Regions from separate parts of the Mus musculus genome. Here regions 1, 2, 3, 5, 6 and 7 are each linked to region 4. A link is a contact called in public ChIA-PET, HiChIP or PLAC-seq and promoter capture Hi-C data. All regions are on one chromosome and are shown on one strand. Each heading gives the region's core, a stretch centred on a gene start, on an enhancer-like site or on the middle of the called end of the contact. The rest is flanking DNA. Distances are from core to core; before and after follow the strand shown. Region 1 holds the start of Sirt4 (sirtuin 4). Region 2 overlaps Ankrd13a (ankyrin repeat domain 13a). Region 3 holds the start of Msi1 (musashi RNA-binding protein 1). Region 4 holds the start of Mlec (malectin). Region 5 holds the start of 1500011B03Rik (RIKEN cDNA 1500011B03 gene). Region 6 holds the start of Trpv4 (transient receptor potential cation channel, subfamily V, member 4). Region 7 holds the start of Pxn (paxillin).

Region 1 (2,700 bases), core at 63-2,562, 330 kb before region 4:
TTCATCAAAGTTCTAGGGAGGCGGAGGCCGGTGAATCTCCATGAATTCAAGGCCAAGCGTGGTCTACATAAGGAGTTCCAGGCCAGCCAAGGCTACATAGTGAGAACCCATCTTAAAACAAACACAAAACAAAGGGGGCAATTATTTATTATTAAAAGTGTCAAAAAAAATTCTGGGCGTGGTGGCGCACTCCTTTAATCCCAGCACTCAGGAGGCAGAGGCAGGCGGATTTCTGAGTTCGAGGCCAGTCTGGACTACAGAGTGAGTTCCAGGACAGCCAGGGCTAAACAGAGAAACCCTGTCTCGGAAAACCAAAAAAAAAAAAAAAAAAAAAAAGTGTCAGACTATACATTAACACCCTGTCTCAGAAAAACAAAAACAAAAAACAAAGAAAGGGTCTTTTGGGGAGGGGTTGGGAGAGCTGAAGAGGTGGCTCACTGGTTAAGAGCATTGCTTCTCACCAGGTGGTGGTGGAGCACGCCTTTAATCCCAGCACTTGGGAGGCAGAGGCAGGTGGATCTCTGAGACCAGCCTGGTCTACAGAGTGAGTTCCAGGAAAGCCAGGGCTATACAGAGAAACCCTGTCTCGAAAACACCAAAACAAACAAACAAGAGCATTGCTACTCTTGCAGGGGGACTCAGATTCCATCCCGAGCACCCACAGGGCAGTTCACAACAGGTTGTCACTCAAGTTCCAGGGGATCTGACGCCCTTTTATGGCCGTCAGGAGCTCCTCCTGTATGCATGAAGGTAAAACACACACATTATTAAAAAAAAAAAAAAACCAGTCTATTTTAAAAAGCGTCTTGGATGGAGAAATGCCCGCTAGTGTGAATTCAGGGCTACCCAGGGCTGGGCTAACGCGCTGACACCGAGCTATAGCCCCAGTGCTCTTACAGTATTATTTTGAGTCCGAGGTCTCACTAAGTCACCCAGACTGGCCTTGAACTCGTGATTCTTCCGCCTAAGCCTATTGAGTGGCAGATTATTGTCCTGTGCTACTAGTGAAAGAGTTTCTTTAAGAGAGCGAATTCCTAAATTAGGACTGCTTGGATCCTCTTTCGCACGCAGGACATGGGAAATATTAACCACTTCTTTGGTGGCACAAGCCTCTAATCCGAGCACTTGGGAGGTGGAGCCAGGAGGATCACGGATTTGGAGTCAGACAAGGATATGTCAGACCCTCTCTCAGCAAACAACACAAGCCACAAACAAACAAACACTACAAGAACCTCAAAAGGCAATCATTGCCCCAGGCGTCAGCAGCATATCCGGAACCTTAACTGAGCTGAGCAGGAAAGACAGCGGGCAATCCGTAGAGGAGCGCCCAAGAATCTTGGCGTGGGAGACACGTAGGATTCTGGGACTTGTAGTTTTCTTCCAACTAGATCGGCTTCGCGGACTACATTTCCCAAGATGCACACGTAACAAGCGAGTCCCACTGTTGGGTGAGAATTGTGGAAGGTAAGTGTTCTGATCCGGCTGAAGGTTTCCCGCTGAGCATTCTTACTAGGGATTCCATCTGTCTCTTTTGTTCTCGAGGGGACAAGGAGGATTTATCCCGGCAAAACCCGACTGTTTAGCCGTTCACACGTAGCTGGGAAATCTCATGGAGAAAGCAGGGTCCTGAGCTCTTCTTGGATAGGAAGCCAAGCCTAAATATGTGTGCCTATCACTCGATAGCTCCGCATTATGTCAAAGACTGTGTCAAAGGCTTGTCTTTACAACTAGAAAACCAGACAGGCAAGTTTGTATGCCTTGATTTTTATGTGTCCAAGTAGCAGAATTTACAATGCAGGGTAAGCAGACAGAGTGATTACTTAGCGTCCATCCCAGAGGCCCTGGATTTGGTACCGAGAACCGTGTAGAAAAAGACAAAACAAAACTGACATACTAAAATTAAAAAATCTTTTGGAGAAATGATATAATTCGGTTTAGTTGTATTCCTTGGCCTGGGCTACAGGGAATTCTGTCTCAAGTAATGATAATAATAATAATAATAATATCTGATTTAAACCAAGTAGAGTTATAGAACAAATAGTCCCATGAGAGATAATATTAACAAAAATATAAATATTACTAAAACATGTTTATATTAGTAGCAGGTGAAAAATAATGGGCTATTAAAAGTCTGTTTTTTAGGGCTGGAGAGATGGCTCAGTGGTTAAGAGCACCCCCTGCTCTTCCAAAGGTCCTGAGGTCAACTCTCAACGACCACAAGGTGTCTCACAACCATCTCTGATGAGTTCTTCCCTCTTCTGGGAAGTAGGTGTACGCGCAGGTTGACCATTCATATACATAAAATAAGTAAAAAAAAATTTTTTTAAAGTTTGTTTTAAAAAATATTTAATTTTTTAAAATTAAATTTTATTTTATGTGTTTGGGTATTTTACCTGCGCGTGTATTTGCGCATCCCTTTTATTCCTCGGCGCTTGCAGAGCGCAGACGAGGGCCTGAAACTGGAGTTAAAGATAGTTGTAAGTCACCATTGTAGGTGCTGAGAATTGAAGGGCTTCCGGACGAACCGTCCTCCCTTCTGTTTCCCCAGTGCTACAATCCCAGGCCGGGGCCACCGTGGCAAAATTTTCATAGTCGAATAGAGTTCCGGTGTCTATCAATTGGTGGGTTAACTTGACTTGTAAAACCCAGCTGCTCTCATGGATTTCTTTCTCTCCAGAATAAGAATGAGCGGATTGACTT
Region 2 (2,700 bases), core at 69-2,568, 360 kb after region 4:
TGTTTTGGAGCCAAGGCTTAGAGTCAGCTAAAGAAATTACCTAAAGCTTAAATAACAAAGGATCACAGAAGCTATCTACTATATATCTTCTTTAAAAGAGAAAAACCGACTAAATATAATAATAATAAGTTTTTTTTAAAGAACCAAAAGAACGTCTCTCATCTCATTTCTGAACAGCCATAAAGCTACGGACCTGCTCAGAGCATGCTGTCCCATTTTCTGAAAAAAATCAGTAAGATGAAAGAGGGGGTAGGAGATGCCTTAGAACTTCCTCCCCAGGGACTGTCCGTCCGTCCGGCAGACCAGGGAAGCAATCAGAACAGACCCCTCATTTGCATAGCCGCTGAAAAGCTAAAGGGAATCTTAGTTGAAGAGCTTGCTTTTACCTTGGCTTCGTAACCATTGACAACTTCAGCTTTATCTGTCCTCCAGCCCCAGAATCCGGATTTAGTTCTGACAAAAGTGAACACCACAAAAATTTCCACATGTACAGAGGTTACCCCTGCAGCCCTTACAGGCCACCCCCGCCCCCGACATTAGTGAAGGACACTTGGAAATCGTCGTCCCACTGTCCACAAAACGATGCGACCAGTGACAGATGGCTTAGACATCCCCTCCCCCTCCCACAGTTATCAGTGTGCTGCACTCCAGGCAAAGAGAGCATCCACTCTTGGCTTCTGTTTCGGACCTGCCAGCACAGGGGGCAAAAGGTCATGACATCTGTTGGACGGCTGTCCTAAATAAATGAGTGAAGATGGCCCTTGTCCAAGGTCTTGCTTGCATGTATCTGGGTCATCTACTGCAGGCAAGGGCACAAGAGCCTCTCCTCCATCCAGGAATTCTCAGAACTGTGAACACACAGCTTCCTGCCCGCCTCTGGCAGAAAGGCAGGTGGAGTCAGAACCCATAACAATGTTGAGAGGCTAGGGAAGGTCATTAAAGCTTTCAAAATGGCCGGAGAACCACATGTTCATTGTCAGGCATAGCAAGGAGGAAGGACATGAAGAGTGGCTTTTCAACTCAGTCACTGATGGGTGACTTTTGAGGCAGCCCGGGTTGCAGCTACACCTGTAGCATGGGCTATGTGCTTAGAAACCCATTTCATCAGGGCTACACACTTCTAGGGGAAAGTGTATTCAGGATCAGAGGACAGCCTCTAAGTTCTGATTAGTTTTCTTTTATGTTTTTGTTTAAAGACGGGATCTTGCTATATGGGCCAGACTGCCTCTAACCTGTAAGCCTCTTGCCTCCAAGTGCTGGAGTTACAGGCAAGAGCTTCCTGCCACTCCTGGGTGTGACTGCTTTTCAGAGCAGCTTGCCCTGGGAGGAGCCCATCTGCCCGGCCTTTGTCTAGGACATCACCCTAGCTTTTCCTGGCACTGTGGAGAGCTGCCATCCGTCTGCCCTTTGCTCTGTCTTGTCACAGAGGAAGCTCAGAGGATGGTCGCAGGCTAGCCAGCTCACAAGAGCAGAATGCAGTTTGTAAAATTTATATTTCCATAACATAAATTCCATAGAAAGGAATTTCTAGTGGGATTCTAGTAAATCAAATCAGGCGACACACTGAGTTTTATAGATTGGTTTGAACCCATCATAAAAGGAAGACCCATGGGTGTTAATTTTCCTCTTGGGTGAAGATGACCCCACACAGCAAGAGATAGAGTCCTAAAAGGACTCTGGTAAAGGCTGGCTACTCTAGCTTACACTGTTCAAACAAGAACAGGGCACCGGGACTACACTCCTGACTAGCAGGTCACAGCCCTTGCTGCCACCAGTGACTAAAACCCCAGATGCGCCCGGGGTTAACTCCGTTCCATGCTGCACTAGTGCTAGGCAGACATACCCGCTCCTCGGCTGTCGTTACTTGCTCTCACACATCGCCATCGCTGCTCCTGCTGTTCTTGGCTGCCCCGCTCTGACAGCATCTGAGCTGGGAAGCTCAGACTTCACTATGTTAAACCCAGCTGTGACTCCCTGAGCCTCTGTCAGGTCTGTGTGCACCACAAGGCATCTGAAGACCACAGGACACCCAGCTTCCTTCTGCCTGTCCCACCTGAGACCAGCACACCAAAGGCCACGTAGCAGGGGCTGTGACTCAATATTATGAAGTTTAAAGGCGGCTCTGAAGTGGCAGGGATGTTGTTCTTGCTGCATATCATTCAGGAAAAGGACGGCCAGTTACATACCGTCCCCTGAAACTCACCAGGGAGGGTAGTGCTTTATAAGCATTGAATTCCTCGTATAGGCATGGGAAAAGGATGACAGTAACCATTGCAATGTGGCAAAGAACCTCGGAGAGAGCCTCCGCTGGAACTGATCATTCATGTGTCTTTGAATCTGCAAACCTCGCACTCAGGAGCGGCTCCAATCTCTACTTATTCCAACGTTCACTGATCACATATGAACATCATTAAAACAAAGCAAAAAAAAACAAAAAAAAAAACAAAAAAACCAAAAAAAAAAACCAGCTGTCTTTCAGCACCCTCGCCTCGGCCTACTGTCAGCTTCAGGAAAACCAGCTGGAGCTGGCTGTCTGAAAACCCTGTGACCCCGAGAATACACAATGTACCTCCGTCCTCGGTACACAGGGCCACACTCTTGTTTCCCATCTGCACTTGGTGGACTAAGGCCAGGAGTTGCCACACACCCTGGATAGGCTCCACTTCACAGCAAACAATGGCTCTAACAATGCCCGAGGAG
Region 3 (2,700 bases), core at 162-2,661, 270 kb before region 4:
TCTTATCCCAGGCCTGAGATTTTTTTTTTTCCTTTCCTCCCTCTGTCCCTAACTCCACTGACAAACTTTCAGGGCATGACAGCTTTCTCACTCTGCAAACTCCATGCAACTGTCCCCACGAGAGAGAGTTCCCGGATCGCTCTCCTCCGGCAGCCTCCCTCTCCCAAAGGACCCCCGAAACCCCGAGGGTCACTCACTGTTTTGGAGTCGAGCTCGTGCCGCGATTGCGCCAGCACTTTATCCACCCCCGCCTGGTCCATGAAAGTGACGAAGCCGAAACCCCTGCGCCGGTAGTGAGGGAGAGGCAGATGGTTACAAGGACAGCGAGTGGCCTCGGCGGGAGGGGCGAGCGCGGTGGCAGGAGAGGTCTCCGGGACTCACCTGGATCTTTTGGTCAGGGGGTCCCGCATCACCAGACACTCTTTCACCTCCCCGAACTGGCCGAAGTATTCGCGCAGCCCTTCTGTAACCACACACTCGCCTTCGGACCAGCCCAGGCCCGGAGCCCTTCCCCCTCCTCCCCCGTCCTTTGCCCCTGGTGACCCCGGCGCGGCCCCGCCGCCCCCGCGCCGAGCTGCCCGCGCGCACTCTCCGCGGCCGGCCCCCCCACCCCTGCCCTCGCCGGGGATTGGGGAGGGGGGTCCCGCAGAGCCTTCCTGGCGCCCACCGGGGCCTCGGCAAGGCAAGGGCCGGGGCCGGGCTGGAGTAGGGGACCGCTCAGGTTGGGTTCCCGCCGCTCCGGGAGCAGCCTCAACAAAAGTTTGAGCCGCAGGTGCGAGCGGAGTTGGAGCTGCCGCTGGCGGGTCCCGGGGGCCCAGCCCGCCCCCCCCGATGCCCCCTCAACCCGCCCCCCACCCCCCACAACTGCTCCCCAACCCGCGCCGGGCCGTGCGCGCTCGCCGAGCGTGCTGCGCTCTCGGGGTCCCCGGGGCGGGGCGCGGAAGAGGGCACGAGGGCGCCCGGGGTCAGCGGGGCGCGGGGCCGGGCAGGGGCGTCCGGGCTTGGGGTGCCGCAAGGGGTGCAGGGTGGCGGTGCGGGGGCCGGCGGGCGATCCCTGGGCTGGCTCACCCTGCGTGGTCTGCCAACTGAGTCCTCCGATGAACATCTTGCTGCGGGAGGAGCAGAGACACAAAGGGCCCGCGTGAGCGCCGGGCGCCAGGGAGCAGGGGGCGCGGGCCCGAGCCCCGGGGAGGCCCCGGCCCGACCCGGATCGGCCATGTTGGCGGGGCCGGGGCGGACGCGGGCTGGGCAGGCTGGGCCGGGCCGGGCCGGACCGTACCAGGGGTCGTGCGGCGAGTCCGGGGAGGCGAGGCCGGGCTGGGGCGCGTCAGTCTCCATCGGGAGCCGCGGGCGGCGCGGGCAGCGGAGCGGCGGCGGCGGCGGCGGCGGCGGCGCTCGGCGCGGGGCAGATGAGGAGCGCGGCGAAGGGGGCCGGACGGACAGGCCATGCTGCCCCCTCCCCCGACCCCGCTCGGGCGGGCGGGCGGGGACGGCCAAGGGGAGGGCCCGCCGGGGGCCGACCTGCCGGCTCCTCCCCCCGCCGCCCTGCGCGCATAAAGCCCGGCGCGCGCCCGGGCGCCCGCGGAGGCGGCGGCGCTGGGACCCCCCTCCCCACTTCCCTCGGGGTTCCTGTGTGTCCGGGGGGTGAGCGAGCTCCCCTGATTCCTGGTGCGGGCTCGGGCCTGGGGCGCGGCCGCACCCCTCACCCACAGCGGCGCGGGGGCCCAGCCGTGGGGAACGCCCTCCCGGGATGAAGCGCTTCCCGGTGCGTTCAAGGTAGCTCGGCTTCGGATGGGGGAACCCTCCCTAGTCCTTCCTCCCTGGTCCTCGCTATTGAGAATTTAGAAGGTGCCCCCAATCTTCCTGGGTCGGGTTGGAGATAGCTCAGTGCCCCCCAACACCTTCCAACTGGTAAGAAACCTCTCCCAGTCCGAGCGAGGAGTTGCCCTTGGAGACCCCCAGTTTCTCCTGAACCTAATTTAGACTGCCTTGACGACAGTCTCCAGTCCATTCCTAGTTTCCCACGTCCAATTTGGGGAGCCCTCGTAGTGCCTTGCGTCCCGAGTGGGGAGCATTTATCAGCAACACTAGTAGAATCTTTCCCAGTTTTGTTTGCCCCTCCTCGGCCCTTGCTGTCCAAATTAAGTGTGCCTTGTAACTCCCCTAAACCCCTTTTCTCCACACCTGGGACCCCTATGGTCAGCTGAGAGAATGCCCAGCCTCGAGCCAGGTTTCCCAAGTTGTCACCTCCCCGGCCTTCTGTGGGCACCTCCTCCTGTCTCACTTCCAGCCCCTTTCGGACTGTCTGGAGTGGGGGGAAACTGATTCCAAACACTTGCCCGCTGGCAGGGTCCCCAATGAAGTGGAGAGAGAAGTCGGTGTCTCGGAGATTCCAGGCTGTGCACCCTCCAAGTGACTCCCTTTCATCTGGGGTCCTAGCTCCCTTCCATTTGATTTGGAAGAACCTGGGCTGACTCTCCACCAGGTTTAGAGTTAACTTCCCTTGTAAATAATTTCCTTCTATGAAGCCAAACTCCTGTCTTCTTCCCTCTAACTCCTGGCTCTTTAGCATCACCTCCTAGTACTTGAACCCCATGTCTCTTCATTCACCCCCATAAACTCCTTCTCTCCAGCCTGGGAAGACCAAGAAAGTCCCTTATATATGACAAGAGGCAGATTCACCCTCCTCCCTCAAGACCA
Region 4 (2,700 bases), core at 78-2,577:
GCTGGCCTCGAACTCAGAAATCCGCCTGCCTCTGCCTCCCAAGTGCTGGGATTAAAGGCATGTGCCACGACCTCCTGGCCTTTGGGCCCCCACATCCTTAGCAGCCTTAAGGGGACTGGGGGTAAAAAAACCCATGTTCTCTGCCAAAGCAGCTAGCGCTCTAGACACCGAGCCATCTTTCCAGCCTCCTATTTATTGTTATAGAGACAGGATCGCACTCTTGGAGCTCAAGCTGGCCTTTTAAAACTCCCGGTAATCATCCTGCTTTAACCTCTGAGAATACAGGCACGCGTCACCTGGCGTCAGCGCGCCCAGAGTTGTTTTATGTTCCTTTTTCTGAACCTCAAAAATCAAATTCAACCGGGCTTTCCATGTTTTGTCCGCATTATCTGTATGGACAGGATAAGTACTTATGGAACAAATGATTCCACTTCCCCCGCTTGGCTGGGTCGGAAAAATGGGAGTTGAGGCAGATACCCAAGGGCATGGACAATAACGCAGAAGAGCGCTGTGTGAAATGCCAAAGCAGGGAGCTCGGGTCGTGCCAGTGGTCCCCAGCAGGAGGAGGAGGAGGAAGCCCCTAGCTCCACTTAGGTTTCCAGGCCCGCCAGGGACCGTCGCCATGGAGACGCAGGCACCCTGGAGCCCCCTCCCCCTAACAGCCACGCGTTTCCGCTGCGTTGGAGCATTCTGATTGGACGGCCTCCTGGACGCTACCACACACCAAGCGCCTGCTAAGGGGTGACGGTGGGGACCGTATCCTCGCGGGACTCGCGTGTCCCGCCACCTGTTCACATGGCATCCAAGGGAGAGACGGGCCCCGATGCTCCACCCGGGGACAAACCATCGCTCGGCTTGCAAGAGCCTGGGCTCTTGCTTTCTGAGTTGAAGGAGGAGGGATGGAAAAGGCGGCAACGCCCCCTTCTGAGCTGACTCGGTCCCCAGCTCTAGAGCACCGGAAGTGTTGGCGACGTGTCAGTGCGCCCTTCTCTAAACCTTCCCCGGCCCAGGCCACCTTTCCCAGTCGACTGTGGGATTCCGGGGCGGCCTGGGCGCTGCACCCGCCACTTCCGCATGGAACCGCCGCTTCAACCGAACTCCCTCCCTGGGCGCGCGCTCCTTCTCGTGCCCCGTGGTTGGGCCGGAGCCTAGGCGCGGCCACTCCCCTCCCCGGACGCACCAGCCAATGGCGCGGCCGCTCTCGGCGGGGTGGTGGGTAATTCATGAGGGCCTCCCTCTGATTGGCTGAGGCGCTCCGGGCTGAGGGCTGGGCGTCGGGGTAGGTTGCTCCCGAGGTGGGAGGCGGCGCCCCAAGGCCGAGGAGGTGGAGGAGGAGGAGGAGGAGGCCCTGAGAGCGACATGTCCCGGGTTGCCGAGGCAGAACGGTCCGCTGCGCTGTTCTCCTGAGTTGGGGGCGGCCGGCCGAGGACGAGGGTCGGCAGGGGCTGCCCCCGCCGTGGTGGCCGCCATGCTGAGGCCCCGGGGAGCCGAGGGAACCGCTGTGGCGCTTCTCCGGCTGCTTCTGTTGCTGCTGCTGCTGGGACCGAAGCTCCGGGGTCCGGGGCTCGGCGTGGTCGGCGCCGCCGGGGCCGGACTGCCGGAGAGCGTCATCTGGGCAGTGAACGCAGGCGGCGAGGCGCATGTGGACGTGCACGGGATCCACTTCCGCAAGGACCCTCTGGAAGGCCGGGTGGGCCGAGGTGAGAGCCCCTCCGGCCGAGCCTGGGGGGGTCCGCAGCCTGGGAGCAGGGCGCAGCTGCGGGCCTCGAACCCCTTCCTCTCCAGCCGGGAGACCACAGCCTTGGAACGAAGTTTCTCTCTGCAGTGAACCTACCCCCAGCCCCCCAACCCCCCACCCTCCAGGGACCTGGCCAGGACCCAGGGCCTAGCCCTGACTGGAAGCTTCCAAGAGCCATCGAGGCATAGAGTTGGCGAGAAGTTTATATTTAGACCCTTTCTCATTTTACCTTGCCCCAGCCCCTCATCCCACCCAAGCTGGGAATGTAAAAGGCAAGGGTGGCCTTTTGCCTGGCGCCTGGAGGCCTCGCAGGTTGGAGGTCATCGACTCCGCTGCTCTGCCATCCATCGCGACGGTTTCCAGGAGATGCTTTGCCCACCCTACAGATCACCCGCCGTTTTCCGTGCCCCTTCCAAGCCCGGGACTGAGGCTTGATTCTTCGCCAGAACGGCAGGGAGTCTTCGAAGGGGGAATAGTACGGGAAAGTTTGACTGTGGCACCCCTCCCCTCCCCTCCTTTGGAATTTGTATGCTTAAAAGTCAAAGCCACCCGACGGGTGTCGGTATATCGCAGCCCATCCTGCCTATGAGGTCAACCTGTGTAAGGTTTGAGTGTGACCCCCGGGTGATCGTAAGACGTTTGATCCCAGCTTAGGGGGAAAGTGGGTTTTACAGAGTTTCACAGTTCACAACGGCCAAATGAGAATTTTGAGGGCAGATGGTTAAAAATACAGGTTCACAACGGCCAAATGAGAATTTTTGAGAACAGATGGTTAAAAATACAGGTTCCTGGGCAGTCTCTAGACACAGTAGACAAACTTTTTTTTTTTTTTTTAACTTAACTAGCTGGGACTCGGGTCTCTGCCCTAGGCACTTCTGTTATAGGTTACCTTACCCCCCCCCCCCCCAATTCATTCTTTGGAGAAAACCGCTCTAGATTCTTCCATAAGTAGGATTGAAAAA
Region 5 (2,700 bases), core at 41-2,540, 340 kb after region 4:
AATAGATAAGTATGCAGGGGCCAGAAATAAAATGGGTCACTAGGTGATGGGGACAGGGGAGATAGTTGTGTTATGGTCTAATGGGCTTGGAGTTTCTGTTTGAGATGATGAGAAGGTTCTGGAAATGGTCTATATGTGTTGGTTTATATTTAGCCTAATACAGCTGAATTGTATTAAAAAGTAGCTAAGGATTTCTGAGTTCAAGGCCAGCCTGGTCTACAAAGTGAGTTCCAGGACAGCCAGAGCCATATAGAGAAACCCTGTCTTGCTATAAAACTAAAAAAAAAAAAAAGTAGCTAAAATGATTAATTTTACGTTATGTCACCATCATAGCAAGAGTGAGATCAGCCAGTATGATTTTAAGATTGTATAAAAGGGGCTACGAGATGGTCAGCGGTTAAGAGCATTTACTGCTCTTCCAGAGGACCTGGGTTCAGTTCCCAGCACTTACACGGAGGTTCACAATTATCTGTAACTCCCGTTCCAGAGGAACACACACTACTTCTAGCCTTCACCAGCTCCAGGCACCCATGCAGTGCACACACACATGCAAGCAAAGCACTCATGTACATAAACTAAACCTTAAAAATGATTGTATAGGCTAGGCATGTTAGTGCATGCCTTTAATCCCAGCACTCGGGAGGCAGAGGCAGGCAGATCTGTATGAATTTGGGGCACTTGAGAGGCAGAGGCAGGCAGGATTTCTGAGTTCTGGGTCAGCCCGGTCTACAGAGTGAGTTCCAACAGGCAGGGCTACACAGAGAAACCCTTTCTCAAAAGGAAGCAAAATACATACATAAAACTTACACTTTTCAGGCTGGAGAGATGGCTCAGCAGGTAAGAGCACTGACTGCTCTTCTGTAGGACCTGAGTTCAAATCCCAGCAACCACATGGTGGCTCACAACCATCTGTAGTGATTTCTGACGCCGTCTTCTGGTGTGTCTGAAGATGGCTACAGTGTGCTTATATATAATAATAAATAAAGCATTTAAGAAAATATTGTTTAAAATAACTTACAGTTTTCAAAAATGAGATTACGGTGTCTCTTTCTTCGGACTGCATTGACTAATACGAAAATGTATGAATGTATGAATGTGTAAAGCAAAGCCTTCCACGGGGAAGCCCGACGCGAGCGCTTGCCACAGCTTTGGAACCCTCTGCGCAGAACCATAATTCACCACCCCACCCCCGAAGTTGGTCGGGATGGCTCCTCCCCTCGCCCCCCCACCCGCCCTGTTTCCGTGGCAACTGCGCGAGCGGAGTGGGCGGACCTCGGAAAAACGGCAACGTCTAGGGGCGGGGCTTAAGGCGGAAGCGGCGTCCCCGCGCTCCGTGCAGTGCGGGTTTCAGTGATGCTGCGCTCAGGATGGATGCGGCTGTTGCCCATGCTCTGCAGCCTCCTGCTAGGGCGAGCCGAGGCCCCGAGCCCGGGGGTGCCGCCGGAGCAAAGCCAGCCCTACGCGGTGTTGCGGAGGCAGAGCCTGGGTAAGCGGTGCGGTGGGGAGGGTGCGCGTTTGCAGCCGGATCCGGGCGTGGGGAGCTTGTGCGGGGCGCAGGCCGGCCTAGCCTCTGGTTGTGGGAAGCCAATAAACGCCATTACAAGATGGCGCTGATTTCAATAAGCCGACACCTATGAATATGGGTAAACAATGTGCCCATGTGCAGTAGAGTTTTCTTTCAGCCAAGTCACTGCCTGGCCTGAGGCATGTAAATGAGGTACTGAAAGCATAACCAATCTGGTGTAGACACGCCTATCCTAGGCCTATATAAGCAGCACTGGTTTTTGGCCTGGGGTCTTTCGCTTTTACTATCAAGCTCTCCCAATAAATGTGTGCAGAAGAATCCTGTTGTGTTGTTCTTCTTGCTGGCGAGTTGGGCCTCTACAAGTGGTGATTCTCATATCGCCTCAGGGTTATTGTTAGTGAATCAAAGAGTGGATGTTTTACAACATAACATGGAACAGATGATGGATGTCCTACAAATGAGTTGTGTGGCATCAACCCTGCATATGTGCATTACTCCCATTAGGTATGTTAATATTCTTTTATTAAACGTACAGATTTATCGAATTATCTGAAGGGGAACTGGTCGCAGGAGCTGGACAGGTTGCACACGGAGCTGCAGATACAGATCCTGAACCTTAATTGAACCAGAGTGGAACTAGTGACCCTTGGAGGCTTTACCTCTTGGCTTACCTCTGCATTTTCTCACTTTAAGGAATGGGTGGGAGTGATTTTGTTTATGAATATGTTTACCCATGAATATGGGTAAACAACCAATGTGCCCATGTGCAGTAGAGTTTTCTTTTAGCCTAGTCACTGCCTGACCCGAAGCATGTAAATGAGGTACTGAAAGCATAACCAATCTGGTGTAGACATGCCTATCCTAGGCCTATATAAGCAGCACTGGTTTTTGGCCTCGGGGTCTTTCGCTTTCACTATCAAGCTCTCCCAATAAATGTATGCAGAAGAATCCTGTTTTGGCGTCCTTCTTGCTGGCGAGTCGAGTGTCTACATCTGGTCCTCAGGAAGCTGCTTTTCCTGGGGTCAGTTCTAGGCTTGGGAGCCAGCGCTTGCACCCCTGTGTGCTGTCTGGCGCACCTGCTGAAGCGAGAACCTGGAGTCCTGGGGGTGTGTGAGCTCCTCTGTTGCTCGCTCTGTGGCTTCAGCCTAGGCAACCGGGCTCATCCTGCATCCCTC
Region 6 (2,700 bases), core at 101-2,600, 500 kb after region 4:
CGGGATCTGCCTGCCCCTACTTTCTTAGCACTGAGATCGTGAATGTGTGGAACCACATTGGGGATTTTTTAAAATCTGGATTCTGGTGGCTGAACTCAAGGCCTCGAGTTTACCCGGCAGGCACTTTACCAAACTGAGCCATCTCCCAGGCCAGGGCCCTCAACCCAAGCTTGTAAAAGCATCTGCTAAGCCCAGGTGTTGGCCCTGTTGACTAGATTCAGGGTCCTCTTGAAGAACCCCAAGCATCCACGTAGGGGCATTACCTAATCTGTGGCAGGGCAGAATTTTTATCCGGGTGTCCTTGTAGCTGTCAATCACCAGCCTCCTAGGCCGAGCCACAGTCTCTTTTGCATGGGAGCCTCAGTTTCCCAGTCTGTGAGATGGGACTGGGTGAGCAAGGCAACTAAGTGCTGAGGGTTCTTTCCTCCCCACCCTGAAGAACAAGTCAGCCTCTTTGATGGATGCCTCAGCCTCCGTTCAGCCCCAACTTCAGGTGTGAAAGGCCTGAGCTTCAGGCTTCCTGTCGGGGAGGTAAGGGGGCATCGCGCACACCCCCTCACGGCTGCCAGACAGCTGCCAGCTCACTCTGCTGGAGACCACGGCCACCCAAATAGCGATGTTCTTTCCCCACCCCAAGGCAGTGGCTTGCGGAGGCCCACCCTCCTATCCAGGCCTGTTTCCCAACTGTAAGTGGGCCCAGCTCACCTCAGGCTCAGTTAAAAGAGGTTTACTTGCCAATGCCACCCCGCTCCAAACACACAGCTTAATTAGTGAGTTAGCTATTAAGATTTAAGTTGGTCGCCATGTTGGTTTTTATTTAGGCCCCTTCAATCCTTCTTTCTACACCCCACCCCCAACCCCACCCCCCGGCCTGCTGTTTGCCCAGGCTGGTCATCCCTAGTACTGTGCTGCGGGCAGGCTGAACAAGGACCGCAAGGAAGTCGCTAGGCTCACCAAGGCAGTCCCCCACCCAGCCTAGGAAAAGGAACGGTGATGTTAGGGGCTCTGTAAAGACCTGGTGCCCCTAGCATCTTCCGGATGATGGCTATAGGTGGAGGTTCAGAATGGAGACTCTGAGGTTCAGACTTAAGGAGAGCCGTGGCTTGGTGGGTAGTGTGTGGGTGGGTGGCGGGGAGTCCTCTCCAGTGCCCGGTGTGCCTCGCGGGCTTTTTTCTACCAGCCTTTGATGGGTGTGAGCTGCCGGGCAAGCGGGTTCCCGGGCTGGGCAGGCGACGGCCTGGGCGCAGGAACCAGGGATGAATGGAAGAGCGAGGCACCGAGCCAGGTGGCGGCGCGCAGGCCGGGGAGGACCCTGGGGTGGGCGGGCGCGGGTGGGCGGGACCCCGCGGGGCGGCGCGGCCGAAGCGCAGCAGGAGGAGGACGCGGCCGGAGGGATCAGGAAGCGGCGGCGCTGCGCCCGCGTCCTGAGGTGAGTGGGGCTGCTCCGGGGAAGGGATCCGCGAGTTCCTCGCGACCCCTCCCAATGACGGGGTTCGAGGTTCGCCGTCCCCGCCGCGCGCGGGATAGCGGGAGGCGACGCCACCACGAAAGTCACCTGTGGATTGGGCGCCGACCTGGGATTGGGGGAGTGTGGTGCAGATCTAGGTCACCTAGACCCGAGTCCCGAAACCAAAGGCCAGGGGCGGCCACCTACCCCGGACCAGCTCCACTTAGGTAGGGCGCGTGGCAGGGATGGGCGCGTGGGAGGGAACTGCGCGCCCGCAGCTTCCAGGGCTGCTTTTTGGAGTTTCAGAGAGATGGCCCCGCCGGGGAGAGGATGCAAAACTTTAACCTTAGTTTTACCCTGGAGACTCGAAGTGGCCTCCTAGGACAGGAAGAGATTTCCAAACTCCCCATTTGACTGAAAAATCCAACTTCAGACTCCCTTGGGACTGTCTTCCATTCCAGAAGGGCCCAGCCCAGCCGTGCCCCGTCCCCTGTGTAGATGAAGAAACCCAGGCTTGGGGGTAAGGATGGAGCCTAGTGAGCTGAAACCTGGGCGCTGGCTGGCTGCTTTGAAAACCCTCCCCACTGGCCTGTCCACAGCCCGGGTTAGGAAGTACCGAGGGATGAAGTCCTCAGCCCGGACTGGGGAGGGGGTGGCACGAACCTTGTACTTCTGAGCGCACATCGCATGTGATCTTTGTTCAGCGAGGTAAGAAATCCTGGCAGAGCTGAGCCCGAATGCCTTGGCTGTTGGCCATGTGGGGACAGCTCAGGCCTGGTGCTGCCCAAGGTGAGGTGTCTGTCAGTCATCACTATGTTAGGAGCACAGTCTGGGTGGACTCTGGGCATGCTCTGCCCTCCTCTGCGGTGTGACCTTGGTCTAGTCCCCTAGCTGCCTGAACCGCAGTACTTCTTTAATATTGTTATGGGAACACATTCTGGGGCTGTTGAGGGAGCCCTGGAGGGGTTTGCCGCAGCAGTTTGAGCTGGCCATTCCATTTCCACACTGTCTTGACAGAGAATAGGAAAGGGCCATTTTATTTTATTTATTTATGCATTTATTTATGTATGTATTTATTTATTGGTTTTTTTCGAGACAGGGTTTCTCTGTGCAGTCCTGGCTGTCCTGGAACTCACTTTGTAGACCAGTGTGGCCTCAAACTCAGAAATCTACCCGCCTCTGCCTCCCAAGTGCTGGGATTAAAGGCATGCACCACCACTGCCTGGCGAAAAGGCCGTTTTAATGCCTTCCTC
Region 7 (2,700 bases), core at 159-2,658, 350 kb before region 4:
CAACACCATCCCAGCCTCCAGGATGTTACACCAGCTCCCTGATCCCACAAGGAAACTGTAGCCAGTTTTAAAAATGACCAGTCTTAACTTGGTACCCTGTGTTGCCTGAGAGGTCCCTCAGTCTTATCTAGTGAATCTGCTCCTCAGAGCCAGGGACACGGATGGCACCAGCGGTCATACAAGCCACCCACAGTCCAGAGAGTGAAGACAAGGCTCCTACAGAGAAGGGACTTTATCCCACACACACCTCCTCAGCTGAGGGGCCCTCCGGGGAGGGGAAGACAGGGGCTCCTTCACGCTGGGATTCACTGGGCATTCCTAGAAGCCTTGAATCAACCCCCTTGGGTTTAAAATCCACTTCCAGGAGAGTCTTTCCTTTCCTCTGTCCTAACAGCAGACCAAGTGTGGGCTGAAAAGAATGGCCTCTGGGCTCCAATAACACGAGGACAGTTAAAACTCTGTTCTGGGTGTCCTGTCCTCTTTACCTGTGGGGTTTCCAGCAGCTCTGATGCTGGGGGTGGGGGACCTTGCCAGCCAGGACACGTTCAGAGATGGCCGTAGCCTGCGGCCCATTCCCCTTCTCATTCCTCTGGCATGTCACCAGGGTCTGGGAACGGTGGGTGAGAGGCGGGAGTCATAAGCCACCACCCCCCCAAACTTGCCTTTCTAAGTTTAAACTTGATCTTGTAATACAGGGTGACCAGACTTGAAACGGTGTGTGGTGGGGGTTGGGGGGGGGTGTATATGCAGTACCCCCGGGGACACTTGTCATTAGAATGGGGGTGTGGTCCTCACAAGCTTTTCTGTGGGCTGTGATAGGAAATGGGTGGGCTCTCTCGAAAGGGGCTATATCCCTGAAACGGGGTGGGGGGTCTGGGGGCAGTGTGCAAAGTGGAAGGTGGCCTGGAGGGAACAGAGGGGGGTCATAGAAGAAACAGCCTCTGAGACCGAGTCCCATAGGCAGACGCTCTGAGGTGGGGGTGGGGAAGCCAAGTGAGGGTCTCCTGCAAGCCAAGGAGGTCTGCCCCGGGAGCGGGGCGCCTCTCCCAGAGGTGGGTCCCTGAACACCCAGTACGGGATCGAGGTCCTCAGGCGCCGCAGCGAAGAGCGGCCAGCACAGCCCCGGGCCGTAGGCACCGCAGCCCAGCCGGGCGCTAGGGTGGGATCGGCGGCCGCCGGGCCCCGGCCGCTCCGCCCTCCGTCTCCCGCACTCACCGAGGTCGTCCATGGCTGGTCCTCAGACGCCAGTCCCCGGCTCGATGTCGCCCTCGCTGCCCGTCTCCGGGCTGCTCCTCGCCGCCCCGCAACTTTTCCGCGTCCAGCCTCGGCCCGGAACGGAACCCGCTGCCGCGCTGCCTCCTCCTCCACCACCGCCGCCGCCGCCGGCGCGCGCGCCCGCGACAGGATAGCCCCGCCCCCGCGTGCACGCTGGCCACGCCCCGCCTCCGACCCCCCACCCCCCCAGCACGCCCAATCCCGCAGGGGGCGAAAGCTGGGCGTGGTCGTGGCGCCCCCTGGCGGCTGGACAGGCTGGTGGCGTCTATAGGCCATGAACCTCTGCGTTCAGTCTGACCCGACCTTCTGGCAGACTAGTCACTCAAGAGAGTCGGTGGCAGATTTGTCACTCAAGAGAGTCGGATTTGTCCACCTGTCCCTGTAGGTCACCTCCCAGGAGGATTAAATCGGCTTGCCTGGAGCCTTTGGACTGATGGCAGTGCTAGTCATCCCAGAATAATATCCCAGATGTAGTTTTTGTGAAACAGGGTCTCTCTCTCTCTCTCTGTCTCTCTGTCTCTCTCTCTCAGGGTCTCTCTCTCTCTGTCTCTCTCTCTCTCTCTGTCTCTCTCTTTGGTTTTTCTTTTTTTTTTTTTTTAAAGTATTCATTTGAATTAATGTTGAAACAATTCATGGTTTTTTTTTTTAAAGATTTATTTATTTATTACATGTAAGTACACTGTAGCTGTCTTCAGAAGAGGGCGTCATATCTCGTTACAGATGGTTGCGAGCCACCATGTGGTTACTGGGATTTGAACTCTGGACCTTCGGAAGAGCAGTCGGGTGCTCTTACCCACTGAGCCATCTCACCAGCCCTCTCTTTGGTTTTTCGAGACAGGGTTTCTCTGTGTAGCCCTGGCTGTCCTGGAATTCACTCTATAGACCAGGCTGGCCTCAGAAATCCGCCTGCCTCTGCCTCCTGAGTGCTGGGATTAAAGGCATGCACCACCACTGCCCGGAGAAACAGGGTCTCTTTGTACCTCCAGCCAGGCTGGAACCTGAGACCTTTGTCCTGACTGGTAACATCAGCAGTGGCTGCGACCAACTCTGGCCCCAGATCCAGTACTTTAGAGCTTATGAAACCTTTCATTTTACCCCTTTCCCTGCTTCCCCCTTCCTAGAGACTGCCAAAATTCTGCACAAGGTAGATTTACCCCACATTACAGCAAAGCAAAAACTACCAAAACTTCATTCCCGGATCCTGGCAGATTTGCCCAGGGGACTCAGAAACTGGATGATAAAAGCCTGGTGTAGTAGCTCAGGACTATAATCTCAGCTAGTTGGGAGATGCAGGCAGGTCTTCAAATTCAAGATTACACTGGACTAGAGAAAGAGTAAGGACTAAACTGGGCAATTTATAGGAAGACCTGTCTCAAATTTTAAATTTTTTGAAAACTTTTAAAAATAAATACACACACACACACA

The links. Promoter capture Hi-C pulls out the DNA fragments that hold promoters and counts their contacts. ChIA-PET counts read pairs in DNA pulled down with a chosen protein or histone mark. HiChIP or PLAC-seq counts read pairs in DNA pulled down with a chosen protein or histone mark.
Region 1: an H3K4me3 HiChIP or PLAC-seq map of embryonic stem cells shows a contact between it and region 4, with 8 times the contacts expected there. The contact joins the promoter of Sirt4 here to the promoter of Mlec in region 4. A contact is called at or near these places in 11 of 39 promoter capture datasets (the C10 cell line, the SN4741 cell line, cranial neural crest and 7 more), 3 of 484 Hi-C or Micro-C datasets (embryonic stem cells, muscle stem cells and nephron progenitors), 15 of 115 datasets of contacts at active chromatin or transcription factors (the 230-238 cell line, the SCID.adh cell line, astrocytes and 8 more) and 2 of 9 other capture datasets (embryonic stem cells and liver).
Region 2: an H3K4me3 HiChIP or PLAC-seq map of embryonic stem cells shows a contact between it and region 4, with 5 times the contacts expected there. The contact joins the enhancer-like site here to the promoter of Mlec in region 4. A contact is called at or near these places in 1 of 39 promoter capture datasets (cranial neural crest), 1 of 484 Hi-C or Micro-C datasets (LSK cells), 1 of 115 datasets of contacts at active chromatin or transcription factors (embryonic stem cells) and 2 of 9 other capture datasets (liver and pancreatic islet).
Region 3: a contact with region 4 is called in a promoter capture Hi-C map of second pharyngeal arch cranial neural crest, with 5 times the contacts expected there. The contact joins the promoter of Msi1 here to the promoter of Mlec in region 4. A contact is called at or near these places in 6 of 39 promoter capture datasets (embryonic stem cells, frontonasal cranial neural crest, hippocampal neurons and 3 more), 3 of 484 Hi-C or Micro-C datasets (all in embryonic stem cells), 2 of 115 datasets of contacts at active chromatin or transcription factors (embryonic brain and embryonic stem cells) and 3 of 9 other capture datasets (adipose tissue, macrophages and pancreatic islet).
Region 5: a contact with region 4 is called in an RNA polymerase II ChIA-PET map of memory CD8 T cells, with 49 read pairs. The contact joins the promoter of 1500011B03Rik here to the promoter of Mlec in region 4. A contact is called at or near these places in 1 of 484 Hi-C or Micro-C datasets (embryonic stem cells), 6 of 115 datasets of contacts at active chromatin or transcription factors (bone marrow-derived macrophages, effector CD8 T cells, embryonic stem cells and 3 more) and 1 of 9 other capture datasets (liver).
Region 6: a promoter capture Hi-C map of stem cell-derived epiblast-like cells shows a contact between it and region 4, with 3 times the contacts expected there. The contact joins the promoter of Trpv4 here to the promoter of Mlec in region 4. A contact is called at or near these places in 1 of 39 promoter capture datasets (stem cell-derived epiblast-like cells) and 2 of 115 datasets of contacts at active chromatin or transcription factors (memory CD8 T cells and pancreatic cancer cells).
Region 7: a contact with region 4 is called in an RNA polymerase II ChIA-PET map of memory CD8 T cells, with 11 read pairs. The contact joins the promoter of Pxn here to the promoter of Mlec in region 4. A contact is called at or near these places in 1 of 39 promoter capture datasets (erythroid cells) and 4 of 115 datasets of contacts at active chromatin or transcription factors (effector CD8 T cells, embryonic stem cells, memory CD8 T cells and 1 more).

Annotation. Positions count from the first base shown.
Region 1 is chr5:115,483,096-115,485,795 of GRCm38.p6, reverse strand. Sirt4 (sirtuin 4) reads left to right here and starts at 1,312. Exons shown (of 5, transcript NM_133760.1): 1 at 1,312-1,464; 2 at 2,678-2,700. The coding sequence starts at 2,685. It overlaps Gm42007 (a long non-coding RNA gene), which reads right to left and starts at 1,346. Exons shown (of 2, transcript XR_878704.2): 1 at 1,233-1,346.
Region 2 is chr5:114,793,434-114,796,133 of GRCm38.p6, reverse strand. It overlaps Ankrd13a (ankyrin repeat domain 13a), which reads right to left. Exons shown (of 15, transcript NM_026718.2): 7 at 387-453. Among named protein-coding and RNA genes, the nearest start is that of 1500011B03Rik, 19 kb to the left of the region's middle. Within about 2 kb of position 1,318, at least 44 of the 459 cell types and tissues checked have an H3K27ac peak or open chromatin away from gene starts, as enhancers often do. A contact at or near this core is called in embryonic stem cells, where this site is marked.
Region 3 is chr5:115,428,386-115,431,085 of GRCm38.p6, reverse strand. It overlaps Msi1 (musashi RNA-binding protein 1), which reads right to left and starts at 1,411. Exons shown (of 15, transcript NM_008629.2): 1 at 1,280-1,411; 2 at 1,069-1,109; 3 at 382-463; 4 at 198-282. The coding sequence starts at 1,338. It overlaps A930005G22Rik (RIKEN cDNA A930005G22 gene), which reads left to right and starts at 1,582. Exons shown (of 2, transcript NR_168295.1): 1 at 1,582-1,776.
Region 4 is chr5:115,156,803-115,159,502 of GRCm38.p6, reverse strand. It overlaps Mlec (malectin), which reads left to right and starts at 1,327. Exons shown (of 5, transcript NM_175403.3): 1 at 1,327-1,700. The coding sequence starts at 1,469. It overlaps Gm35465 (a long non-coding RNA gene), which reads right to left and starts at 4. Exons shown (of 2, transcript XR_387598.3): 1 at 1-4.
Region 5 is chr5:114,812,566-114,815,265 of GRCm38.p6, reverse strand. 1500011B03Rik (RIKEN cDNA 1500011B03 gene) reads left to right here and starts at 1,290. Exons shown (of 2, transcript NR_027817.1): 1 at 1,290-1,486.
Region 6 is chr5:114,657,071-114,659,770 of GRCm38.p6, reverse strand. It overlaps Trpv4 (transient receptor potential cation channel, subfamily V, member 4), which reads left to right and starts at 1,350. Exons shown (of 16, transcript NM_022017.3): 1 at 1,350-1,429.
Region 7 is chr5:115,505,384-115,508,083 of GRCm38.p6, reverse strand. It overlaps Pxn (paxillin), which reads right to left and starts at 1,408. Exons shown (of 12, transcript NM_133915.3): 1 at 1,216-1,408. The coding sequence starts at 1,228.